Regions from separate parts of the Macaca mulatta genome. Here region 1 is linked to region 2. Evidence: chromatin contacts called from public Hi-C data. All regions are on one chromosome and are shown on one strand. The core of a region is the stretch at or near the end of the contact, and the rest is flanking DNA. Distances in the headings are between cores, read along the strand shown. Region 1 has its middle 350 kb from the start of KLF12. Region 2 has its middle 190 kb from the start of KLF12.

The links. A called contact is a pair of places that touch in the nucleus more often than the background predicts.
Region 1: a Hi-C map of fetal cortex germinal zone shows a contact between it and region 2, with 4 times the contacts expected there. The contact joins two enhancer-like sites. A contact is called at or near these places in 3 of 14 Hi-C or Micro-C datasets (CD4 T cells, fetal cortex germinal zone and liver).

The regions. Positions count from the first base shown.
Region 1 is chr17:69,052,397-69,059,620 of T2T-MMU8v2.0, reverse strand. No RefSeq gene overlaps it. Among named protein-coding and RNA genes, the nearest start is that of KLF12, 350 kb to the right of the region's middle. Within about 2 kb of position 5,695, at least 30 of the 40 cell types and tissues checked have an H3K27ac peak or open chromatin away from gene starts, as enhancers often do. A contact at or near this core is called in CD4 T cells and fetal cortex germinal zone, where this site is marked.
Region 2 is chr17:68,898,412-68,905,244 of T2T-MMU8v2.0, reverse strand. No RefSeq gene overlaps it. Among named protein-coding and RNA genes, the nearest start is that of KLF12, 190 kb to the right of the region's middle. Within about 2 kb of position 2,199, at least 22 of the 40 cell types and tissues checked have an H3K27ac peak or open chromatin away from gene starts, as enhancers often do. A contact at or near this core is called in CD4 T cells and fetal cortex germinal zone, where this site is marked.

The DNA of each region.
Region 1 (7,224 bases), core at 4,446-6,945, 150 kb before region 2:
AAAATAAAAAAAAAATTAGGTTGGTCAGGGAGGTGCATGCCTATTGTCCCAGCTACTCAGGAGGCTGAGGTGGGAGGATTGTTTGAGCCTGGGAGGTGGAGGTTGCAGTGAACTGAGATCATGCCACTGTACTCTAGCCTGGGTGACAGAGTGAGACCCTGTCTCAAAATAAATAAATAAAAAAATTTTAAAAAGAAAAGAAAATGGAGATAAGTACTCTAAACCACTATTTTTAGTCTAGGAAAACCTTCAGAATTATTTTTCTCTGTATATCATTTCTAGAATATAATATTTGAGCATCCATTTCTTTAAACTACATATATTGATTCTATTATTTTATTAAACAAATGCTTGAATCATTAAGGATCGAAAAATAAGGGAATGTTCATGCCACTGAGAGGTCACAATCACGTTGGGGCAACTGCCATGAGCACAAATCATAACAACACACCACAACAGCACATCACAGCAAGTATGTTTTGAAAGAGGCATAATCACAGTGGTTTGTGAGGACAAAAAGGAGTGGCAGATTCTGCCCAAGTCCAAAGGCTCAGGCTTCTTAGGGAAGACAGCAAATCCAAGGGGATTTTCTTGGTTGGAGGAGAGAAGGAAGAGTTTTTCAGCAGATATATTGGGAAATGAGAAGTTCAGTGGGGCTGGAGAATGCATTTGTGTGGTTTATAGGGAGTGGAGGCAGGACAAGAAGAAAGAGATTCAAAAGAAAGAGGTTGGAAAAGCAAAAATTGGTCAGGCTGGAAAGGAAAGGAGGAGGGAGGAGTAATTAAGCTACTAAACATCTACTATGGCCATCATACACTAGATGCTTTTAGCTACACTCTTCCATCTAAATCATGACGACACTACCAGATAAGCAGTAGTATCTCCATTTTGCAGATGAGGAAAGTATGCCTCTCTGAAGTTAAGCAATTTGCCCAACGTTACGTAAAAGGAAATTGAAGGAGTTTGGATTCCAGCCCAATTTTGTCAGGGGACAGAGCCTATGCCAACCTCTATTTTAAGCAAGGGGAGCCAGCAGGGGCCTTTAATCGGGAAAGGAGCTCATCAAAACAATTTTTGAAAGAAAAATAAGGAGATAAAATACAAGATGATGGATTGGACAGAGGTGCAGCTGGGGCTTGGGAGATAAATCGGAGATTATTACTGCTTTGCAGGGGAAAAATGAGGAAGGCCTCAGCTGAGGCAGCGCCTGTGGGAATGGAGAGGAGAGAAACATTTCTTAGACTCAAAAAGGCTTGGTTACCAATTGGATGTGAATATACCTCAGAATAAAATCTCTTAACACAGTTACAATAGAATGTATGTGGAAGAGACCAGGCACAGTGGTTCACACTTGTAATCCCACCACTTTGGGAGGCCGAGGTGGGTGGATCATGAGGTCAGGAGATGGAGACCATCCTGGCCAACATGGTGAAACCACATCTCTACTAAAAATGCAAAAATTAGCCGGGCATGGTGGCACGTGCCTATAATCCCAGCTACTCGGGAGACTGAGGCAGGAAAATCACTTGAACCCTGGGGGGCAGAGGTTGCAGTGAGCTGAGATCACGCCACTGCACTCCAGCCTGGCAACAGACCAAGACTCCGTCTAAAAAAACTGAATAGTAAATGACCTCTTGAGAAATTTTCTCATTAATTTGGGGGATTAGAAAACCAAACATGTGGCATTATGTCATCTAAACCAGTGCCTCACTTAACGTGTCCGATGTACATGATTTGGGTGATGGGCACCTAAAAGCCCTGACTTCCCCACTACACAATCTATGCATGTAACAAAATTGCACTTGTACCCCGTAAAGTCGTACAAATAAAAACAAAAATAAACTCCTGCTACTCAAAGTGTGGTTCACAGACCAGCACATGGCTTCACCTAGAAGTTTTTGGCAATGCCAAATCTCATGCCCTAGTCCAGGCATTCTGGAAAAATACGTATTATTTTAATAAGGTCCCTTTGATGGTTGAGCGATCTCAGATACTTTAAAGTTTAAGAAGCACTAATCTAAGAGAATTAACATTGAGGGTAGTGGAGGAGAAAGAGGTGAGAGGAGATAGTCAATTTTCTTTAAAAATGGGCTCTACATTCAGAATTTCAGTCATGGCTCTATACATTTTTAAGAGCATTCTGGTTAGCACTAATTTTATTTCATATTACTATGTTCAGAAGTTTCTAGAAGAAGCAGCAGCCACAGGTGCTGACATGGCCAATATATAAAAGGCAGATGCTCCTTCAAATGCAGTGTTTTATACAAGACTGCCAAAATCCAAGCTATAACTGGATGATTAGGTGGCATTTGAACTGCTCATTTGGAATGTCAGCAGGGATAATGCTTACGTCAGCTGGATGCTGTCTTATATTGTCCTTCAGTTACTGGGAAAATAGAAATCCAGAAGAGAGTCTATTTTATCATTACGATGGACTGAGAAAGAGAACAGAAAGATCTTAAAATATTCTGTGACACTTCCATCAGTTCATTTCACACATATGCATATTAATATGTGTGTAGGTGTGTGTAATGTTGAGAATGTCTGGAATTCTTGAATTTACTATTATTTCCTGCATTTACTAATCTGATCTCCAATCATTACTGTTTCAAAGTCCCTCGATCGTACCCAACAATTCATGAGAATCACAGCCAACATGAACAAGTTTTGAGAGAGTTTGAAGGGGGAAAAAATAGTAGACCTCAGAAAGGGTACACCAGCTAAAAATCTTCACCCAGGATTTTCCCTGGAATCTCTTCTGGCCCAGCTTCCCACACCTCATCTATCCTAACGAGCACTGGAGCCCTTTGGGTAAAGAATACTACAACTGTATATTCTCATTGTCTTAACATCTCATTCTTATAATGTGATGGGTAAAATGAAATATTTCCTCTTGGCTCAATAAGAAAAGCTCATATAAATTCTCAACTTTGGTATGAGACAGGGGTGTTCAGATCCCCTTTCTGGCCATTGCACCTATGTGCCTGTTGTACCCCTGTCCTGAAGAACTTAAGAGTTCCTATTGCTGTCTTCATCAATGCTCATTAACAATGATTTTTAGGAATCTGCTATGTCCAAGCACTTTTCTAGGCTCAGGGCTCAGAAACAAACAAAGATGCTACTCACGTGGACCTGACATTCAAGAGAGCAAAACAGATAATAAACAAATTAAGAATAAACAAAATCATGTCTAGTGGCAATGAAAAAGCATAACATAGTGTTATGGGAAAGAGAGTCACAGGGAAGCCATTTCAGGCAGGGTGTTAAGCCAGATTTCTCTTGTTAATATTTGAACTGAGACCTGAAGAAAGTGACCAAGGTACACTTGGGAGGGGAAACAGTCCAGGCAAGGGGAGCTGCAAAGTAAAGTCCTCCAGCCAAAACACACTAGGCGTGTTTGGGAAGTCGCAAGAAGGTCATTATGGCTGGGATAGAGTGTAGGAGAAAAGGAGTGACAAGAAATGATCAGTCAGGAGACAGGTCATGTAGATTCTTGAAGGACCTTAAGGACATAACAAAGTTAAAACCACAAACACACACACACACACACACACACAAAGAAAATAAAAGAAACCCTTTCATTTACTGAGAGAGGCATTATGTTAATCAAACATATATACTTTATTCAGTCTAATTCTCACAATCTTCCCATCCCACACCTGGGTATCATCATTATCCTTCCAGAGAACTGAAGCTTAGATAGGTTAATTATAATGATCAAGGTTGCAAAGCTACTAATTGTTGGAGTTGGGATTTGAATTCAGGTGTGTCTGACACCAAACGCCATTGTACTCAACACCATACAGAGAGATCTCTCCAATCAAAATTTACAGCCGGGCCCGGTGGCCATGCCTGTAATCCCAGCACTTTGGGAGGCCGAGGCAGGCAGATCATGAGGTCAGGAGATCAAGACCATCCTGGCTAACACAGTGAAACCCCGTCTCTACTAAAAATATAAAAAATTAGCTGGGCATGGCGACCTGCCCCTGTAGTCTCAGGAAGTTGGGGCAGGAGAATGGCGTGAACCCGGGAGGCGGAGCTTGCAGTGAGCCAAGATCGCGCCACTGCACTCCAGCCTGGGTGACAGAGCGAGACTCTGTCTCAAGAAAAAAAAAAAAAAAAAAAAAAATCACATGCACTTTGTTCGTGGAAATACCAGGAAGTTCAAGTACAGTGGATACGGCTCTAGTTCCTTCTAACTTTAATAGAATGGTAGTCTATTCTCCACTTTTTACTGCAATTAAACTTAACTTTGGTCTCATTTCCCATGCTCTTAACACAGTGAGCATCTCGTTGAATGTTCAGTGTCTACAATAGTATTGTAAAGCATGTAAAGTATAAAATAATCAAGTTTTAGAACATCTGGCTAACCTGTGATCAGACTCTGCAGACAGTAAGTTCTGATACATAGCTGAGAAGACATTTTCATTTCAAAAATAGTTGGTATTAGCTACTGAATTTGAGGTATGGATGCCCAAAATATCTGGTGCTTTCTACCTCTTCCTAATTTACATCATCTTTACTGATTTGTGTGCCTGCTTTTCCAGATTTCTCTCACTAAGATGTATATGCATATATGTATGTCCAGTCAGGGAGGTCTATTCCATACATGGTCATCCTTTCTCATCTCATTCTCGTACACACGAATACTTTCTAGTCTTTCTCTGCCGGTTAAAATCAAGTTGCTCCTTTAATGGCCTGCCCTTCTCACTGGAGCATCTAATATACAGCCATGGCTGTGGACTGGATTAACCTTCACTGTATATGTTTTGCTTCGCCAACTGACAATGGACAGCCTGACCTTGTCGTCTGTATCTCTGAGGATGTGACTTTGCCCAGAGAGCCATGCTTGGGGCCTCACTTGGCACCATAGATGATGAGACTTTTGAGCTTCAGCTTAAGATCACTGCCAACATTTCTTCCTGGACTCCCAATCACCCTTGCATCTCATGCTGACCAGAATATTTACTTGAATGTTTCAGTTAGTTGAATAATTCCTAACTCATACACAACTGATTTATCTGTCAGCTTCATTATAAGGTAGTGTAGTTTTCAAACCTATTTATAGGAGTTTCCTCAGAAAAGTCCAGGAATCTGCGTGACCTGAAGCACACATTTAATGGCACAAAAACCTAATTGGTTTAAAAATAAAACCCACTTCGGACAAAAATAAACTAGGTAGGTTTTCCTTCCTCCAATGCCGTCTATCCTGCAAACGGGTAAATTTTAGATCTACTTCTTTGTAAGAAAGTTCTGCTTGCTGGGGCAACAAATTGTTGTAGAATAAGTGGAATAAGTTTGTTTTCAGTTAGGCCAGTGGGACAATACTAAGTTAAGCATACTCTTTCTGGAAACACTTCAGTGAAAGTTCTGTCCAAGTGTTTGTTTGTTCATTTGTTTTAACGAAAAACAGACTTTCCCTATGTTGTGTTTGCTGTGCAAACGGACCTAGCATCAGATGGCATGTAAATCAGGTATAAATTATAAAGGTTTTTATATTTGTTTTCAGGACAACAATGTTTAACGTACTCTGCCTTCTCCAACAGTTTGTTGAAGTGCAGAAGCTGAAAAAATTCTGGGCTTGTAAAGAAACTGCAGTGCCTAAAACTCTCCAGAAGTACTCAGAATGACAGGGCTCTTAACCAATAATACGTGAGATTCAAGGAACACATTGTCGCTACTCAGCAAATAATAAGAGGCAGGTATAAGTATGACATCATTGAAATACAGTCTCATTGGCGGTTCCTCTGTGTGCTGGTTACTGCTCTATTTGTGGAAGCAGCAGCCTTATTCAAATTAACCTTTTCACGCAGAGGGGCGGAGGGAGGTAGTGAGTAATACGCTGCAGTCTTTTCCCTGAAGGTGATGTGCTCTCAAATTCGCTTTACATTGCCTTTGAGCAGACAAAATAAAAATAAATTCAGCTGTGGCAGTGTTTCACAGGGATAGTGGCTGCTGGAATTAGATCAGGTCAGTGGAAAGGAATGAAAAAGAATCTGTGGCTGAGTTAAAACAAATTTCTGAATTTTATTCTTGCTTTTATTCTTTCCCCCTTATTATTTCTCTGTGTCTCATTCGTGGTCTCAACGGCTGCAGAGACTAAACTTGGTATCGCTCCAATCGGCCATTTGAGAGGGAAATTTCTTTGAATATTAATACCTCTAGCCCGTGCTGTCTGGGGGTCTAGCAGACAGGTCAGATTAATGGATGGTTTTCTGGCATTGTAGAAATACTCAGGAGTATGAAGCTGATGAGATAATTTAATCACATTTACTGTAGTCTGTGAGGAACTGTCATCCTGTATCCTGTTACTGTTATATAATATAGGGCCTCCAGCTACATCAATGATACACGAGAGAGCCCACTCAAGTTTTTAACTCTTAGTATTTTGTTTTAATTTATGAGGGCTCCAATGTAAGGTGGCTGTCCTTTAATGATCTATCTCTTCCTTTCCCAGTTTAGTTTCTGGGACTTCACACAACTTTGCCTAAATAAAATGCTTTAGGTCTTTGGCCTTATTTTATTTTCTCTCTTTAAGCTTCTCTTTTACTGTCTGTTGTCATCTACGAAAATCACTCTATACAGAAGCCATGTAAAATTTTGAATCCTGCTGTAGCATATATTTGCCTTGGTCATTTCCTGTTTGGGGAATTTATTTACATTTTTTCCCTTCCCTTATTACCTGTTACTTTCTACCTCAAAATTTCTCTACTTGTCAAAGACAAAATGATGGAAATGACAAAAGAATACAGAATGTTGACTATACACCTGTCACCTCTGCCATAATATGAAGTTGGGCCAAAATGGCTGTATTTCAGGTCAGAAATAAGTTACTGCCTGCGTGTAGCTAAGCTCTCTCTGCTCCAAACTCAAGATTCCTTGTTCCACTCTTGCATATCCTTAAAGAGGTGTTAACCTCTGAGAGCTTAGAGCTTCCCTTACTACTCCACTGAGAGTATTAATAACCATGTCACCACACATTAATGACAATGTCACCAAAACGACATGACATTCTCATTTAGTTACCATCCCGTTCCATCTCTCTGTACTTGTATGGCTTCTTTAACTTAAAATTCATTTTAACTGGCTGGACCCAAGGTAGTGAGTTGTCGCAATTGATTGTTCGCAGTCAGTTACAGATCGAACTCTTTGTTCTACCCTTTCCCCCTTCCTCACTACTGCACTTGACTAGTCTTAAAAAAAAAATAGAAAAAATATATAAAA
Region 2 (6,833 bases), core at 950-3,449:
GCCTGGGCAACAAGAGTGAAACTCCGTGTCAATAAATAAATAAATAAATAAATAAATAGAAATAAAAAATTAAAAAAAGATTTTTCTAACCACTAATTTTTCAAAGACAGTATCACCACTGGTTGAGTATAAGAAGAACTGACAAAAAGTTTGTCGGCAGGTAACATTTACTTTTATATTAACAACATTATTTCTAGTTGTAAATTTTCCTGTTGTTAGAATTAGATATTTTATCTGCTTTGAGGGTGTTTGGGTGTGGTTTTCTTTTCTGGACAATGTGTTAGGTAAAAGAAATTCAATGCATGTGTTATGTGTAAGCAATTCAGAATACCAAACTTTACCTTGTTCATAATTCATCCTTCTTTTGGTTATGTAAGACTAAGTAAGTGAAGTTTTTATATAGTTAGGGAAATGGGTTATCATTCTTTATCAAAATCATCTTGGTTTTAAACAGAATTGAAGCCATATAGTATTGGATTCGACAGATAATTTCAAACCCCAAATTCTATGATTGTACTTTCTCACTACACATTCTTTTACATGGTCTGCCTGATTAAGGATTGAAATAAATTTGCCATCTTTACATTTTCTGACTTTTCACATCTCTGCAAACACAGAGGTAGAGAGGAAAAAGGTCTGAACATTAAAAATGTGCACCTTTGCCAAGGTAGTGTACTTTTCCCTATCTTCTTCCCTTCCATCCACAACTTACTTTTCTTTAAATCTAAATTCTATATGGAGATAGAATTACATGAACTGGCTTGGAAACGCATGCCTGTGTGTGTACACACACATACACACACACTCTCCTCTAGTGATCTCACTCCGTTATCATCCATGCTTTGTATTCTTCCAAATGTTTTTGCTCTTTTACACCCACCCCAAGTCCACACAACGAAGTGATTTTCTCTTCTAAACCTGTTTTTCTCTTCTTTCTCCTTTCGCTTTTCATAGCTAACAAGTTGCCTTACTTTAAGATTTCTACTCCGTATCTGTCAACGATTTTAAAAATCTGCATTTTTTTCCTCCCCAATGCTTGAAGTACTTTTTCTTTTAACCATACAGGGTATCCAGACTCTAGGTACTAACCTCCACCTACCCCTAGTTTCCTTAATCCCTCTGGAATGGGTTCTTGTAGTTTGTTTGCTATCTTTCATCACTCTCCTAACATGCCCGTGGCTGTTGCCATAGGAAGGGAGTCCAGTTTACTTTTCCACGTGCAGAAGCACTCGCTATACAATATATTTATGGTCTATCCGCCACTCACCTCATTCAAGAAAGAGCTGTTAGTACAAGAACTGCCACAATGACATAATTTCTTACAGCATCCTTCCACCCTTACAGTAAAACTCCCTTCCTTCACTCCCTGCCCAACCTAGAGGGAAACTTCAGTGATTCTAGTAGAGGCAAGTTTCTCGTTGAAATCCTGCGCAGTTGTCGATAGTCTACTGCTTTTCAAACTTGTGTTTTTACATCGTTTCCATCCGGATGTAGCAGAGTGCAAAGGGCTGTTTACCGTAGGCCCAGGATCGGATCAGGGAGTAGGAGCTGTGGCTGCGTTCCCCGGAACAGAGACCGCACACCGAGGACCGACTCCTCAACCCCCCACTCCCACTGGGTTCCCGACGCCCTCGCTGTGCCCGTGCCTTCCCGCTCCCGCTGCCTAGGCTACTTCGCTCGAGGAGTGCTCCACAAATTTCAGACATTTGTTCCTCTTCGAAACCTCAAGACCAGGAGAGACCCCTCCTCTGCACCCTGCTGTCTTCCTAAGACGCATCTTAGGCTGTGGGACTCCTCCTCTAGGTTGGACCACCCTTCCCATTTTCCCCAGAACCTAGGAGTGGCAGGAGGCAGAGAACGCACCAGGCAGACGCCGCCTTTGTTGTCATTAGGAACGCACACTGGGCCTGAAGTGGCTGGAAACCGCCACATCGATGGGGAACCCGGCTGGCCCTGGCTCACATTGGTGCCTTCGCTCTCATTTCCTGCTTCTCGGCCTCTCCCTTGTTTCTCTTCCCACCCCACTCCACGCCACAGTACAGCAAAGCTTTCTCTCCGCACACAAACTTCCCCTTCCCGGCGTTCCCACCACCCTGGCGGTTTCCCACGCGGGGCGGGGCGGGACGGGGGCGCAGGGCAGGGACGTACTGTAGCGCCCGGAGCGCCGCGCTCACCTAGGATGGTGAGGAGGCGGGTCCGCAGCCTCTCGCCCCCTCCCGCCGCGCGCCCCGCCCGCCCAGCCGCTTCCGCCCCGTCTGCTCCCCGCCCCCGCCGACCCTCCGGCGCGGCGCTGACCCTGCGCCCTCCGAGCAGCCGCGGGAACGGCGGGGCCGCCCGGCCGCCTCCTCCCTCTCCCGCCCCACAATCCCGCGGATCCGCTCCCCGGAGCGCGGAGGCGGGGAGGGAGGGGCTGCCAGGGAGAGCGTCAAGGACTCGGCTTTGGGCCGCCCGCTTCTCGGGGCTCCGCTCTGGGCGCGGGGCAGTGGGGCTGGACTCCCTTCCCCGCCGCCCCTGGGCGCCGGTGGGGTCTGCAGCTCCCGGTTCCTCTGCCCCAGTCCTGCAAGTTTGCTTGCTTTCCCACAAAACTGGCGCGGGCAGGGCCCCTTCTCTGGGGTGGCGAGGCCAGGCGCGCGTTTCCGCCTCGCCCCCATTCATCCCGCCAAGGTGAAGTGCCGGGAGAAGGGGCGCCCCCGCCTCGCCCGCAACGTGCGTCGCTCGGGAACCCAAACAATGACTCCCCTGCCTGCCGCGCCCGGCCCTCCGCCTGCCCCACCCGCCCCACCGGCGCGCGGGGCTGCCCCTGCTCGACCCCATTGTTGCCCAGCGCGGGCGATGCCCGGCTCCCGGGGGCGGTCCCCGCGAGCGGCCCCGCAGCCCCGGCCGGCGGCCCGGGCCGGCTCCGCCCACACCTTTCCAAGTTCGCTGGCGGGCGAGCCGCAGGGACTGCCCGGGCGACGGCCCCCTCCCGCCACTGCGCGCCCCCACCCGGGCGGGTGCGGCGAGGGGTGGGGGCCCAAGCGGGCTGCGCGCTTTCTGTGTTCCCGAATTCTCCTAAGCCTGCCTGGCGCGCTCTGACACAAAAGAGGGGACTTTCTCGCTTCTCGGCGCGAGTCCTTGCCCGGCGAGTTGCCCTCCAGGAGTCCCTCCCTCCGCGAGTCCCCGCGGGCCACCTAGGCCCCCTCGGCCGACTACTCCCCGAGCTCCCAGGGCCATGTTTAGGTTATTTGGGGTGCCGCAGCAAAGTGGTGCAGGTGAAAGGGAAGGGCGGCCGAGGCCCGGGGCCGAGGGGCGGGGGCAGGGGTGGGGCGGGGTGGGGCGGGGTGGAGGCGCAGCGGACCCAGCCCGGCGGTCCGGGTGGGGAGGCGAGGGCCGGGCAGTGGGTGTTGCCTTCTACCTCTGCGAGCGGGGAGGGGTTAGTTTCCCACAGGGGATTTCAACCATCACACTCAGATCCCGCCTCCTAATCCTCGGGCGGAGCGGCTCGGGGGCCCCATTTTATGGCAATAAAGCGACTTAGCGCCTGCTGAGCGAGCCCCTCCCCGCCGCCGCCCCCGCCCTCGGCCCCACCCCGGGGCTCGCCCGCAGCGGCGGGGCTTTGTTTCTGGGGAGGAGGACCCGGAGCTCTTTTGTTTGGGGGTTTCTTATTTTCGGCCCCCCCTCACCTCACCCCGCCCCACCCCACCCCAAGCGCCTCTCCGGTTTCCTGAGCTGCGGGCTGCGAGGGAGGAGAAGCGGCGTCCTGCAACCCCCTCGGCTGGGCCCCGGGGTAATTCGATGCGGGCCTGGCGAGGCTCCCCACACTAGACCGGGGCTCGCGTCTCGGCAGCCTCCACCCACCGGCCTACCCTACATTTAGCGCATCATGTGATCCGGGTAAGTCATTTGCAAGTACAACAGTTCCCCGGGTTGCCCCCCATTCATTTCCTGAGAACTGCAGAGAGCCGCTGAGAGGCTCTGCGTGTGCGTGTGCGCGGGTGACGCCGTGTGTGTGCGAGTGAGTGTGTGTGTGTGCGCGCGCGCGCGTGTGAGAGAGAGAAAGGGAGAGAGAGGGGGACTCTGTGTGAGGGAAAGAAAACAATTTCTCCTGCTCTGCAGCTTCTGTTCAGGTCTGTGCCGATTCCGTTTCTTATCAAAATAAACAACCCCCTCTTTTTTTTTTTGCCATCCCAAATCAGACCGTATTCTCTTAACGTGTTTTATTTTCCTTCTGTCATCTGCTCAAGTTAAATCATTTTGGTTGGTCTGTGTTCTTAAAGGGGGAAAGTGCTGGGAAGCGGGAGGGGGCCGGGGAAGGGCGATGCTGTTGCAAAGCAAGTAGCGTCGGTCGGATTCGTGGAGAAGAAAGAAGGAGGTTTCTTTCCCCCTCCCCTAATTTTTTTTTTCAGAAGAAGTTATCAAGTAACGTGAATTAAGCAAATGTTTTTCTACCCCTAGTGGAATTGTTGGTTGCAGTGTTTGCCTGACAGTTGCCAAGGATGAGAAATAAAACCCCAGGGCTGAACTTGGGGGGGAGGGGGGCTTGTGGAAGTAGTTGGCCCCCCGACCTCGAGAGGGGTGGATGAATAGCTCCGCACCGGGGCCGTGTGGGCTGTGTGTGCGCACTGGAGAGAGTGGAGGGGAAGGGGTTAAGGCGGAGATGACACTGCTGGCATGAATAGTGCTCCTGGTGCTACATTCATTATTGTCTCTGGTCGTAATGATGTGTAACTGTCACTTGCTACAGTGCCTGGTCCATGCAAGTAGCCAGGGGCTGGCCGGTGGCTGTTATTTTCAATTACGGGGGACCTGGCCGGAGTTGACAAGGGGCAACTTTGCACGTCCACCTGGGCCGGGAACCCGCAGAGCCGGCCTGGGAGCCACTTCTTGCCTTAGACGCTCACTCTGAGGGTTCGGACTTGACCTCCGCGACGTTAGTTGGTGTTCACGTTAGATGCTCCCCTACGGGGAGAATCAATCCTGCTTTTGTTGAGTAGAGAGCTGTCTGCAAGAACTTTGAAAACTTTTATCTTTGGGGGAAAAGGGTGGGGTGCACTCAACAGTTTTGTTTCGCAGTGCATTTGAGGCAAATGCTTGGAAAAAGTACCAATTCCTTTGTTATATGCCCTGCAGCTTCCCAACCCCCTTCACCCTGCGCTTCGAGTTTTGCATACTTTAATAGTAATAGTCTTATTTCAGCTGATAAAACCTGACTGTTGAGTTAAAGAGTATTAATACAACGGAATGTGTGATGTGGATAAACAGTTTGTGTAGTTAGTATTGTCAGCCCTCTAATTTAACTGTGTAGATGGCTTAAGTGTCGTTCTGTAGGGATAGTTTTGAATAATTCCACTAGCTAATGGAATTCTCGGCCGAGCATTCTGATATTTTATTTTACACCAGCGTTAGCTTCTGTTTCCCTGTAACATCAGAGAGACGAGCAACTCTATTTACATTTACTGCGTGTGCATCTAGTGACTTCGGTAGACATCTGCCAATCAAATACACGTCATTCTGCAAAACCACCTAGACACTTCCATGCCCTTTTCTTACTGGACGATAGAGTTGTTTAGATAAGTAAATACTTTGAAATAAATTTGGTGGCTTTTAGCAAGAAGCGTTTTGTGATGGGAATAGGAGTGGTCACTTTGAAGAGTGGGTGTATATCGTCTTCTAAGAAACGCTTTTAGAACTGACATTTAATTAAAACAGTGGACCCCCCCTCCCTCAAGGAAAAAAGCTTGCTTGTGCTGTTCTCAGACCTCATTCACATGTTGTGTGCATATTTTAAAACCCCATAGAAATTGGTTCCGATAAAGGACTATACTTAGAATAGAAAATTTTAAACTGTAGAAGCATGGTGGAAATAGGATGTTGAAGGACAAACGTTTCAGTTGCGTAAGTTACATCTTTATTGTTGCAGACCGGTCAATCTTGGTACTAGATTGAGTATATTAAGCTCCTCTGAGTTGGGGAAAGAGCAATTTGAGCATATAAAAATTAGGAAAGAGGTTTATTATTCTACCAATTAATAACTATTATGAAACGTACTAGGAAAATTTGAAATTTGAAATGTTTTCACATACAATTTTCATAATTTTGAACTAAGACCCTGTAACAAACATAACTGTGCCACGTTAAACAAAACATTCTTCAGGCTTTCTGTTTATTTTTGAAATCCTTCAGTTATTTATGTACTACTTATCAATGCAGTCAGCTGAACTTAATTGTGGAATGCTTTTTATTACTATTTATTGAAAAAAATTGTGCTAATGAGTCCTTAATATTCTCCACACCGCCCCCCCCCCCCAAGTTCTTTTTTCAGAAATGACTATCATTTGGGAGGAAATGGTCCTGGTCTAGCATTTGAGACCTTGACCTTAGCAACTCTTGGCCGGTGGTTGTTTACTACAGCTGCAGCCTCTGTGTGTGCTGAAAGGGAAGGTCTGCAAACACTAGTGCACTCACTCTCCCCAGGCCAAGGGGAGAACAAATCGGGATGCTTGACGTTCATTCTGAAGAGCATGCGTCTGGCCTGTAATATCCATCGTGTTCTGGTCATGTGAAAATATACATGTTGCTCAGGGTTATTTTCCCTGCCTCCTGTGCAGGGAAATTAGGCACTTTAAACAGGCTCCAGTGAGTTTTAGATGTTACAGTATATCATGAAGCAGGCTGTTATCAACTTAGTGAAATAATTCGGCCTTAAATATAGGTGTGTTTTATCTTGGCAGAGACAACGTAAGTGCTTAGGCCTCTAGGCCTATGCTGAGAGCATTTTGAATTCAAGCCAGTGTTGGTTAATCTAGAGTTTGGAGTAACCTTACCCGGTGAAGGGATATTGTTAAGTAGATGAA